2 separate regions of the Mus musculus genome follow, and region 2 is linked to region 1. A link is a contact called in public promoter capture Hi-C data. All regions are on one chromosome and are shown on one strand. The core of a region is the stretch at or near the end of the contact, and the rest is flanking DNA. Distances in the headings are between cores, read along the strand shown.

Region 1 (5,731 bases), core at 2,679-5,178:
TAATGTGTTGTTCATGTGTATTTATTTTCATAGTTTGTGATATAATGTGTATGTATAATGTGCTTTTGCACATGTTGATATGTGTATGGGTGTTGAGTACTTAGATGTGTTTTATAATGTGCATGTGGGGGGGTGTTTTTAGTGTGGGGTATGTGCATGCACACATATCAGTGTATGCACATGCTGACCATATGTTTGACATAGGATCTATGTTACTGCATGATAATGTGCTAGTGTGGGTTGTTTATAGTTGTGACATGTATTTAGGTTTGTAGTGTGTGGTATATGTATGCAAAAACATGTTTGTGTCGGTGGTATGTGGCAGTGATTGGGAACATGGGCCTAATTATGTCAATATCTTGGGGGTGATATTAAGGTCCAGGTATGATCTCTCCTAATCCTGCACAATCCCACAGGCCTGGTCCTGGAAGGAGAATGTGCTGGAGTCAGGGACATCAGGGCGCTACACAGTGGAGACGGTGAACACGGAGGAGGGAGTCATCTCCACATTGACCATTAGCAACATTGTGCGTGCTGACTTCCAGACCATATACAACTGTACAGCCTGGAACAGCTTTGGCTCTGACACAGAGATCATCCGACTCAAGGAACAAGGTGAGGACTGCCAGGGTGCCCCGGGGACCAAGGATTGCCGGCCAGATCTAAGGACGGGCCTCACACTCTTCCTCACTGCAATGCAGCCTCACCTTCTGCTGCCAGGGGCACTGGCCCCTCCAAGGAAACAAAGATACTCCGAGTGATGCCCTCTGGGACTGCTCAGGAAAGGGTGACCACAGAGTGAGCTTGGCTGATGGCAGTGATAAACACCCAATGGTGTCAAACACCCTGGCTTCCACACACTCTGCCTTCCCCTGAGGGATCTGAGCCCGAATGCCCTTGCTAGGTTGCGCTTGGACATACATGCTGAGGAATTAGCCCAAACATGATAAAACAGAAGTCCCAAGAATGAGCCAATGCTAAAGCCAAAGAGTAGCGATGCTTATGTGAGGGAGTGGGGGCTGGGCTCAGACCACTTGCAACCCCCAGGAGACATCTGGACCCTAGAGGAGACTCTGATTAGTACTGGAGTACAGAGAAGCTGGATTTTGAGAGGTGGAGAAAGAGGAAGGAAGCTTACCTCTCTGTAATCCATCACTATGGCCCCATATGCCAACTGCCCTCACTAGTGACGCTAAGAACTTGGTCTCATGCTAGACATGGTAGCATGTGCTACTCTTAGTTACACAATAGACTGAGGTAGCAGGATCATTTGAGCCCACACATTCAAGAACAACCTGGGGAACATAGCAAGCCCTTTTCTCAGAACAAACAAGAGATCTCCAGTCTCCATTTAAAGTTCTCCAGCTCAGACTACCAAATGGAGAGTGCCAGAAAGATGACAGCCAGTCCAGAGAAGTTCACTCAGCACATAGTCAGTAGCACTAGGTCCTGGAACGGACTAAAGAGCTTCCCTCTGCCAGCTAGTTCCCAGCCACGGGGTTCAGGGGTGTCCTGGACCTCTGGACCAGAAGTTGGAAGCCCAGCAAGTGGTCCCATCCAGACCCCACCTCCACCCCCCACCCCTGCAAGGCTCAATAAATGAGGTGGCCGGTGATCACACCTACAGATCAAAAGTCTCAGCGTGTCTAAACACCTCTTCCTAATAGGTGCTGCTTTGCATAACGCTTTGCATATAATTTGCATAATACCATCCACACATCATCCAAACCTCCCTGGTCCCCTGTTGCCTATCCTCCCTCTTTGTCTTCCCCCTTGACGTCCTTACCCCTGTGCCCTCCTTTAGTAGTCCCACTCCCACCCTACCCCCACCCTCCCAAACCTCCCCTCGAGGTTTGGCTTTTCTCTCTGTCCCTTCCCCTGCTCCGGAGGGCCATGCCAGGCTGAATGAACTCAAGTTCAGTAGGGGGATCCTGGATCGATGGAGCGGTCCCAGAGACATAACAGAGAAGGGAACCCCGCCCCCTTCACCCTTCCAGGTGACCAATCCCCTGTCCCACCCCCACCCTGGCCAGCCAGGCCCTGGCTGTGGACGCTTGCTTTATTTCCAAACAGGTTCGGAAATGAAGTCGGGAGCCGGGCTGGAAGCAGGTACGGAAGGAGCCGATGAGACTGCCCGGGTTGGAGGGAGGGACTCGGCTAGTAGGGGAGGGGCTCAAAAGGGGGCAGGGAGGCTGCTAAGTTCTCTGTCCTCCCCGCGTCAAAGGTTCAGTGCAGTCAGAGCAGTGGGAGGGGGCTCCCAGCAGCTGGCGTCCAGAGACCCCAAACACTTGCCTGATACCACAGCCCGGGGCTCCTTCCTCTCCAGGACGCAGCTCTTGCTCCCCTCCTACCCTTTGTCCTCAGAAGCCCCGGCTCCCATCCCCGCCCCAGCTTCCCTCTATTTCCAGGCCCTTCCTGACTCTGCTCCTCAGCACATCACCAGCTCAACATCGCTCCCCAGGGGCCTGTGGCCTGTTCCATCCATGCTTGCTGGCTCACCGCCTCCCCTGTTCCCTGTGTCCCTGCCATGGAAGCACCATCTCATCATCAAGCCAACACTGCTGGGCACTGGCCCTCCAGGGCTCCCATAGCAAAGTGCTCATCAGGCTCCATGGGTGGATTTGTTCCATCTAGACAAGTGTTCCCTCTGAATGCCCAGGCAGGACACCAGAGGAGAACAGCAGGACTTGGTGAATCCTACTTCACAGGGCTGGCCAACGCCTGAGGGTCCTCTCAGTTCTCTGCCCACACTGGTTTCCTGGCCTCCGTCACTCTTTTAATGAGCTATATGTAGAGTCTACATTCCCCGCTCCTTGGACACACACGCCCTGCTCAGAGCATCAATCTAGATTACAACCATCCACCAGAGCCCTTGTGGTCTATCCAGAGGCAGCACGCAATTATCTACCACCTACATCTTCAGATCTCTAGAGGTCCAGGTCCTGTGAGGCACTTATTTCATATTCCTTCCTCCTCTGGTGGCTAAGACTCCCGCATGCCCAGTTCCCTTCTTTGGATGAAGAGGAAGCTAAGGACGGCTATCCCTCCCCAGTCCCTCTCAAAGGAATGTTCAGAAAGAAATGGCCTGACAAAAGTGTCCTAAGTCAGAAACCAAGAGGCCAGGAAAAGTAAGGGATGCCACCGGCCTTCAAGGAGCCCTTCTCCTCTGCCCCTGCCTACCCAAGATACACGCACCCCCTGCTATTAACAGTGCAAGAAAATGTGGATTTGGAGGAGCCAAGCCAGCAGTAGCCATACTTCTGCTGCCTCAGCTCCCCGGGTTATGGGTAGAACGTTGAGGCTTGGGGATGTTAAGAGAGAATAGTATGCCTTGGCTCTGAGAGGAGAAGGGATACCCCTGAGTTTTCCTTAGGAAACTCACTAGGAATCCCACAAGTGCTAGAGCAAACACAAAATAAAGAAATCCAAACCACAGGACTAATGAGGTTTAACTAGGAACACCTGTTTGCCAAAGTCAGCTTGGCTGAGATCTCCTCTTTCCTAGTCCTGATTTCTGAGTCCAACCCTTTCTGTCCTTGGGATTTTGCCATCCTTACTTCCTCTTGGTCACCTCCTGTCACCTCTGTAGGTCGTGGCCACTAACAAATAGGTAGGTAACAAGAGAGAGTTCGTGTGCGAATTCTGGGGTACTGTGACACCAGGCCTGTCGAATAGGTGCCCCCTACCTCACAGCAACAGCTTGGGGGCCAGAATGTCAGTGTTTCCTTCTATTTAGTAAACAGGGGTCAGGGAGCAGAGCACTCAGTATTCGTGAAACCCTGAGTTTCATTCCCAAAACATCAAAAGGAAAAAAAAAAAAAAAAGAACAGTGATATTCTAAGCAGAGCTCCAGAATGCCTCGCCTTCTGTGGGTCATCCAAGCTGCACTGATGAACGTGGGTGGGGAAGGAGCTCAGACGTTCAGAGGAATTTCCTCTCAGTTAAGGCTACTGTCTGCTACTGTCCTCCCACAAAGAAACTGGAACAAACATTTAAAGGAGGCTGGGCCCTTGGCTCTGCTCCAAGACATTTCCTCTCACTCTTCTACCTAAAGTCCTTAAAGACCTCTAAAGGCACACTATTACTACTCCATTTTACAGACAAGAGACAAGGAAACATAGGGTAAGATGTTCAGAGGGTGTGATAGAGCAAGGGACACAACCGGGCAGCAGTCCGGAGAACACCATGTGACACAGATATTAGTGGGGTGGAGTTGGGAGGAGGATGAGGAGACCTGGATTGACCTCGTTCACACAGAGAAGGCACACACATGTCCATGAACCTGGAGTCACTGATACCTTTGGGCTTCAGTGTCCTTCCCAAATGAGCGGCTTGGGTTCATTATAATCCAGTTTCACCCTTCCTCAGAATTTCTAAGAGCTGTTCGGAGCTACAGATAGACTACTCAGGGCCTAAAGTCATGTTCTTGGGGCCTATGTGCATCCATCTGCTTTACAGAAAAGCAGTCTCCCTGTCCCCCACCCCCACTCCCTGCCCCCAGCACGACCTGCTAGTCCTGCCCATTTGGCAAGGACCAGAGGCAGACTGGGGGTTGCGCCAGGGTGACAGTTCTGTACCTTTCGGGATGGAAGCAGATGGTGGATGTTGAAGGGCTGGTCTTGGAGGAGAAGGGTATGGAGGTCAAGAAAAAAGAAAGGACCCTTTCTCCTGAGCATTGTGGTAGCGTGGAAGCTGTGATGCAACTCCCCTGCTCCCAAGGCTTGGATATGTGTGGAGCACAGCAGGTCCTGATTCCCAGCAGGCCAGAGGAGGAAGTTGCCTCAGAGCTGAAAGCCCTGAGTTGTCTCTATGTACCCACCTTGTTCCACAGAAAGGGAAGTAAGGAGACAGGAGCCATTGCCTTTGTTGTTGTTGTCGTTGTTGTTGTTGTCAAAGGAAAGCCATGGACTTATGACTCACTAACCACTACATGCATTATAAATCCCTCCCTGAATGCTGAAGAGAGCTAAATTAGGCCAGCCTCGACCTGCATCTCCAGTTTTCCTCTCCCTGGCTCTCTACCCTGTTCTAGCATCTACCCCTTTCCCCTGGCTCCTCCCTACTCTCCACCTACCTTATATCCCGTACCCAGGCTCAACAATCCTATCCAGAGCTAACCCCCTATTGAACTGACTGTGCCTGCCCAGGCCCACCGAGGCATGCCCAGGAAAGTCCCACATGGCAGTGGTCTGGCCCCAGCTTGGCAGGGGCTGCACCTGGGGGACTGGGTGGGGCCCTAGCAGGACAGTAGTTTTCTCCTTCCCTCATCAGCCTTGTCTGTTTCTTTCCCGCAGAGTCTGTACCAATGGCCGTCATCATCGGGGTGGCCGTAGGAGCTGGCGTGGCCTTCCTCGTCCTAATGGCAACCATTGTGGCCTTCTGCTGTGCCCGTTCCCAGAGAAGTACGGGAGGGAGACCCGGGATCTCAGGGAGGGGGACAGAGAAAAAGGCCAGGCTTAGACTGCCCAGGAGAGCAAGTAAGCAGGAGTACAAAGAACAGGGGCCACAACAATGTTGTGAGCTCCTGGGGCAGGGATGGGTATGGTGTGCTGTTATGCACCTGGAGGGTGTCTGGCAGCAAGTGGGAACCCTACTGAGGCTGACCCGAACTCAACTGGCCTCCAAGTAGCAGGACAGTCCACTAGCACTTTGGGTTGGACACACAGCACTGTTATTTGGAGTGCATAGAAAACCTCAGAGGGAACAGGGTGGCTTGACCCTCCTTGCTCTG
Region 2 (6,382 bases), core at 2,151-4,650, 110 kb after region 1:
GAACCACTGCTGTAGGGAACTGTCTTAAGTGATTTCACTGATGAATATGGGTGGGGCCCGCTCCCTGGGTTGGGGCCCTGGACTGAGCAAACGCTGAGAAAGCTGGCCGAGCAGTCAGCATGCAGGTACTCATCCTCTCCGCTCTTACCTGTGGGCGTGATGTGCCCGGTTGTCTCGGCTCCCGACACTGTGACTTCCCCAAAATGATGAGCTGTGGGGAACTGTGAAGCTGGAATTGTGAGCTAAAATAGCCCCACCCCAGGTCGCTTTATATCAGGATATTTTAATCATAGCAGCGGAAAGGAAACTAGGACACCTTGCCTTGATTTTTACAAAAGAGAGGAGAAAATAAAAGACCTTGATCCGAAGGAATCTGTGAGCAAACGCTGCTGGGGGGCGAGGTGGGGGGCACCGGCTGGACTGCCCGGTCTCAGCACATGGCCTCCCGAGTGGAACAACGTCTCCCGCCTCCTCACTTCTCTCCCTTACAACTGAGAGAACAGCAGCCTCCCACTTCTGAACTCAAGAGGAATGGCTGTGTATTCCCACCTAAGAATACTCTCTACCATGTACCCCTGAGTCTGGAAGGAGGATAAAAAGGGCCCAAAGAGAACGCCCGTGAGCGACAGTGGGGAGCCACTGAAGCCAGTGAGTGGGCAAGGAAGTGACTCATCAATATGCATCAATCATATTTAACTGTGAGTAGCCACATGGGGCTAATTCCAGGCAGAGGCTCTGGTTGGCACTGGGCCTAAACCCAAAGAACTGCCAGGATATCTGAGCTAAGCATCCTGTATCTGGCTCAGCCACATCACTCTGTCACCTTTGTATACACAGGTCTATACTAAACACACACTGGGGACGACAGAATACAGCCTGCTGTGGAACGAACACAAGGGGGACTGAGTGACAGGAAGTGTTCGCTCCAAGACTTGGCTCCTGCAGGCTGGATTGCTACAGGAAAGACTAGGGGGATAAGAGGCTGGATCAAGGTCATCTAGCCCAACAGAAGGCTTTTACCCACTCACAGATCTTTAGTGAGGACACAGTCAGAGGCTGTCCAGGGCTACTACAGAGCAGATAACATTTCCCCGGTGAGATGGACTTCTCAGAGAACATCAGTAGCAAGCCCCAGTACCTCATAAAGGGCAAAAGATCACAAAGCCTGCACTGACTGTCCTGAATAAAAGGGCAACCAGCCCACACCAGGCAGCTCTACCCCACAGAGTCCGTCTACACTCCTCTTTGCAGCCTCACAGTCACACAGACTGTCCAGGCCCTTGGGTATTTGTGTACTATTTCTGGGACGACCCCAACAGGGGCTTGCGAAAAGACAAACTAGCTTCAGGACAGTGTATGAGACTTGGCAGTCAGTCACCTGGATGCTAAGGCTCTGGGATTCCAGGTAGGGTAAGGTGATGGTCCTGTAGTCATCTCCAGTCTCTCGGATCAGGCGGAGGTCCTGACGCATGTATTTTTGCAGGTGTTTCTCTGTGGCAGGGTACACCACAGTTGTTTTTATATCTACAACAACACAGCACAGTCTGATTAGAAAGTAAGACCATTAAATTCACGAGGTAAGCAACATTCATGGCCAAAAAAAAAAAAAAAAAAAAAAAAAAAGCTTTTACTCTTGGTTCTCTGGCCCCTCATGATATTAAACACATGTTTCAGGCACAGTGAGTGACCAAAAGTTTCTCACTTCTTGTATGCGAATGGCTAGGCATGTGGCTTTCTGGATGCAAAGCAGGCAGTATAGCTTGAGTCTTAGTGGCTCCCTTAAGTAGCTTAGTGGCTCAGTGTGGACTCTGGAGCCAGGCTGTCTGGGCTTAAGGCCTACCCGTGCCTGCTTCTCACTCGCTCCGAGTAGGACTGTGGCTCCCAGTTGGGAATTTGGTCTAGTTACTTAACTTCTGTGTTACCATCTACCAAGTGAAGACAGCAACAGTTCTTATGTTATATATGAAGTGAGTCAGTTACCTGAGAAGCTCTTAGAGCAATGTCTGCTGCTTATAGAGCACTTCAGAAGTGCTGATGGGGTAAAGGCACATGATAACTTGAATTTAAACCCACATGGTAGATGGAGAAAACCAACTCTTGCAAGCTGGTCTCTGACCTCTGCACACACTGTGGTAACACAAATAAGCACACAACTCGTTAGATGTTGAATCCAGGTTTCTCGGGTAGCACCATCAATGACTCTGGCTTGGATGGCTCTATGGCGCAGTGTACTGTATCGTGTCTAATTCTGCAGTAGCCTAGCCTCAGCTTGGATGCTAGTGTCCCCTTCCTCTGGAACAATCAAATGTCTGTAGAGATTTCCAAACCATCCTTCGGAATGTTAAAAGTGTTTGAATTGTAAAGACTGTGGGATTTTTAAGCTTGTAAAATATTTTATATTGCAGTGTTATTAATCTGTGACCTTGAGGACAATCAAGAAAGGAGAGGCTATAGCTTAACAGTGGTGCGTGTGTCAAGTTGACAATGAGTCAATTGTGCTAGATAGTTTTCTAGCCTCAATTGAGAGAACACCTCCATAAGATCCAGCATTTTCGTAATTAGTGATTGATGGGGGAGGGTCAAAGTGATGCCACCCCTTGGCTGGTGGTCCTGGGTTCTCAAAGAAAGCAGGCTGAGCAAACCACAGGGCACAAGCCAGCAAGAAGAACCCCGTCGTGGCCTTTGCATCAGCTCCTGACTTCAAGTTCCTGCCCTATTTGAGTTTCTATCCTGACTTCCTCCCATGATCAACACTGCTGTGGAAGTTTAAGACAAATTATCCTTTTCCTCTCCAACTTGTTTTTGGTGATGGGTGTTTCAACAAAGCAATAGCAACCCTAACTAGGGCAGAATGTTTGTTTATTTGTGTGTCTGTCTAATTGATACACTTTCACTTTGTAGCCTAGGGCTGGCCTAGAAATCACTAAATAGATCAGGCTGGATTTGAACTTGTGGAGATCCTGCCTTTGTCTCCCAAGTGCTAGAATATCAGTTTTAATAATCAAGAAATCCTGAGCCCAGTGTGCGGGCTCACACTCTTAGTCTAAGCAGGCAAGATCTCTTGTGAGTTTGAGGCCAGTCTAGTGTACAGAGTGAGTTCCAGGGCAAGCCCAGACTGTTACACAGAGAAACCGTGTCTGGAGGGGTCGGGGAGAAATCCTATAATTTTCCTGAGCAGACTACATTCGAATGCTCTGGTCTAGCACCACCTGGCTATGGTTAGGTCACTACTGTCGATAACATGTGGCACAGCTGGTGCCTGAACAAAGGTTACTGGGGGAGGGAAGGATGGTGACCTGGTGTTGCAAAATCAGCTGGATGTTTCTAAAGAGCCCCACACGCTTTCTCTGTGGGACTCAGGTCCGATCATCCAGGGAATAACATTCCCTGAGACTTACATCAGCACCCAGCTGCGAACCAGCAGCCTGCACTTTCACACTGGCTCTGAGGATGCAGATGGTTCTCCTGTACTTGCGTGAATGAGAGGGAGAGCGGTGGGAATTCAGAGCTCATCCAGTGTGCTGCTGAGGACACAGCAGAGGCAAGACTGGAACAAAGGCCACTTTAGCTTGAAGTGGTCTTTCAAGATGGCAACCCAGTTCTTCTAAAGCTCGGTTGCCATATGCAGGTGACACACCAAGCACACACCCATTCCATCGCCTCTGAGACAGGGTGGCATGGTGGAGAGCCCCGAGTATGGGATCAGAGTAGCCAAATAGTTTACCTTTTCTGCTGGGTGACCCTGATCATATGGCCTCTTAGAGGCTCAGATTGTTCGACTGTTAAAAACGGTGAACACAAAAGCTGCCTCTCAGCTGCTGTTAGCATTGAGTAAAGCATGCCGTCTGGATCACCAGGGGAGTTAAGTCTCATTCTCTGGACCTGACCCTGGAAATAAGGCACAAGATCTTCACAACCTTCTGGAAAGAAACTCTTGCTTTTCACTCTTCACGACTCTCTAATAACCCATGGTCAGACACCAGGCACATGAATCTCAAGAGCCAAGAGACTTTGTAAAAGAGACTGAAGGGCACCCTGGACCTTTCCGGGGCCTTGAGGAAAATGACATAACATCTGTAGTGCAAGGTAGAGGATGAGAATAGAAGTTTGGGCCGAGTAGCCTGGGTACAACCCCGGAGTCTGCATCCACTGGCTGTGTGATCAAGGGCAAGCGGCCAACCCTCTCTGTTGCTCAATTTCTCTCACCTATATAACTGACGGTGATAACGGCACTATGCTGGCAGTGTTGGTATGAGAACTACACCAGCCAGCGGGTGGGAGACATTCAGGAACTTTCTCACACACCGAGAGAGAGAGAGAGAGAGAGAGAGAGAGAGAGAGAGAGAGAGAGAGAGAGAGAGAGAGAGAGAGAGAGAGAGAGATATGGGCCTTGGCAAGGGAACTCTCTCAGAGTTGGGGAGAGATCCTGGAACAAAGAGGAGGTTGACACTGGAAAACAGCCTGATTCAGCTGGCAGAGGACGCACGGCCCAGGGCAGGTAGCCTGGGGCTCCTGGGGTTCCAGAGAGTGAGCCCTAGTCTGCCCAGGCTTGTCAAGGATCTGGCCCAGCCACCCAGGGTGCAGGGAGACAGGAATCTCACCGAGCCAGCCCTCACCTGTCCTCCACCCACCTCAGCATGGAGAAACCCCCCAGGCTTTGGCCTTCCTTCCCCAGAAGCTGCTGGAACCCCACAGGGGTTTTTGGAGCCCTGCATGCTAGTGTGAGGCCACAGCCCAGTTAGTTCATTCACCCCCTTTCCTGCTGCACCCACATTTGGGCCACCTCCCGCTGAGTTGACAAGTGCTCTCTCTCTAGGCACACGGTTACAGTTCCCACTGCCAGCCAGATCCCCACAGCAGGGATTCTTGAAGCTTCTTTGCCTCCCTTGGATTTCAGGTCAGCTTGGCAGCCTGGTCAGAGTCTATGGCCCTCCTTTGTCTATTCTCCCCCTACCACTGACTTACCACACAGTTTTCCTGTCCACCTTCCCATGAGAACAAAAAGTTCAAGAACACATTTCACTTATTTATTCTTACTACTCATCCCTGGCACCTCATATGGTAGACATTCAGTGATTACCGCACAAATGAATGCATGAATTTGGCTCTTTTTTTGGATTTTAAACCTTGAAAGAACATTTGTGTCCCAAATGGAATAAGATCTCTTTGTTTTATAAATAAATAAATAAACAAACAAACAAACAAATAAATGTTTCTTTCGCAATGCTGCTTTCAACTGCCAGCCTCCAACCCACTGCCAGAGTCTCACCTGCCGCTGAACTTCAGGAATGTGGTCAAGAGCTGAAGACCAATAAACACACAAACATCTGTTAAAAAAATGCTGGGGAACAGGAGACCCCTGTGCAAGCTCAGTTTCTCTCACTGGCCATTCGACAGTTACACAGGACCAACGCCCTCTCAACCCCACTGCTAATGCAGACTCCAAATCAATCACAAGGAAACCCCAGCACATTCCCAAACCCCAAAGCATTCCCAACGTGAGTGGCTTTATTACTCTGCCAAAGAGGTCGGCTTTAAGGGTCTAATAGTGCATGCCTGCAGTCCATCATTTGGGAGGCTGAGCCCAGGGATTTGAGGTCAGTGTAAGCAATATAAGGAGACCCTGTCTCAATAAGCAAAACAAAACCCAAATGTTAAAGCTAGAAGAGAGGAAAAAAGGCTGAGGAATTGCTCCAGAGGAGAGTAAATGGATGTAACTGGGGGGTTGCAGTGGATCCTATGTGGGACAAGAGTCCTACTTTACATGAGACACGGAAATAGGCACAGTCAATAATGAACTGCCTGTAACTCCTGCTTCAGTGAGACCCGACACTTCTGGCCTCTGCAGGCACCTGCACCCACATTTGCATACACACACATTCATTCTCTCTCTCTCTCTCTCTCTCTCTCTCTCTCTCTCTCTCTCTCAAAAGTAATAAAAATTTCAAGTGTGAGATTTTTTAAAATTAAGTTTTTCCATTTCCATACTTGTATCCACAGCAGCACTGTATCTAAATGGAGGGGGAAGGGAGACGGAAGTCTTCGTTTGTCTCCACTACTTTCCTTGGGACACGTGTGTTATTGCTGTCCTTTCACTGTTTCAAAGTAAGAGCTTAACAAAACAGAAGTGTCACTATCCTTCAGAACCCTGGCTTGAGTTACTAACGTGAGTTTATAACTAGACCCCATGTTAAGCCAGTACATGCAGTAATTCATTTGCTTCTCACAAGCCAAGTGCCTGGGTACGGCAATGATCCCACTTTACACAGGACACAGATACAAAGGCCTGAGCAGTCCTGAGGCTCCGGCCACCATAGTGGAAGCCTTGTCTAGCCACTAGGCAAAACGGCTTGGAGGCCTCTCTGGCAAATGCCACCAAGCG

What was found. Promoter capture Hi-C pulls out the DNA fragments that hold promoters and counts their contacts.
Region 2: a contact with region 1 is called in a promoter capture Hi-C map of liver. The contact joins two enhancer-like sites. A contact is called at or near these places in 4 of 39 promoter capture datasets (the C10 cell line, liver, neutrophils and 1 more), 8 of 484 Hi-C or Micro-C datasets (bone marrow-derived macrophages, cortical neurons, group 2 innate lymphoid cells and 1 more), 8 of 115 datasets of contacts at active chromatin or transcription factors (the HPC-7 cell line, cardiomyocytes, embryonic stem cells and 4 more) and 3 of 9 other capture datasets (adipose tissue, embryonic stem cells and liver).

The regions. Positions count from the first base shown.
Region 1 is chr9:35,023,038-35,028,768 of GRCm38.p6, forward strand. It overlaps Kirrel3 (kirre like nephrin family adhesion molecule 3), which reads left to right. Exons shown (of 17, transcript NM_001190911.1): 12 at 417-615; 13 at 2,074-2,109; 14 at 5,295-5,402. Among named protein-coding and RNA genes, the nearest start is that of Kirrel3os, 18 kb to the left of the region's middle. Within about 2 kb of position 3,929, at least 32 of the 459 cell types and tissues checked have an H3K27ac peak or open chromatin away from gene starts, as enhancers often do. A contact at or near this core is called in hepatocytes and liver, where this site is marked.
Region 2 is chr9:35,134,966-35,141,347 of GRCm38.p6, forward strand. Dcps (decapping enzyme, scavenger) reads right to left here. Exons shown (of 6, transcript NM_027030.2): 3 at 1,379-1,524. Among named protein-coding and RNA genes, the nearest start is that of Gm24262, 6.5 kb to the right of the region's middle. Within about 2 kb of position 3,401, at least 19 of the 459 cell types and tissues checked have an H3K27ac peak or open chromatin away from gene starts, as enhancers often do. A contact at or near this core is called in hepatocytes and liver, where this site is marked.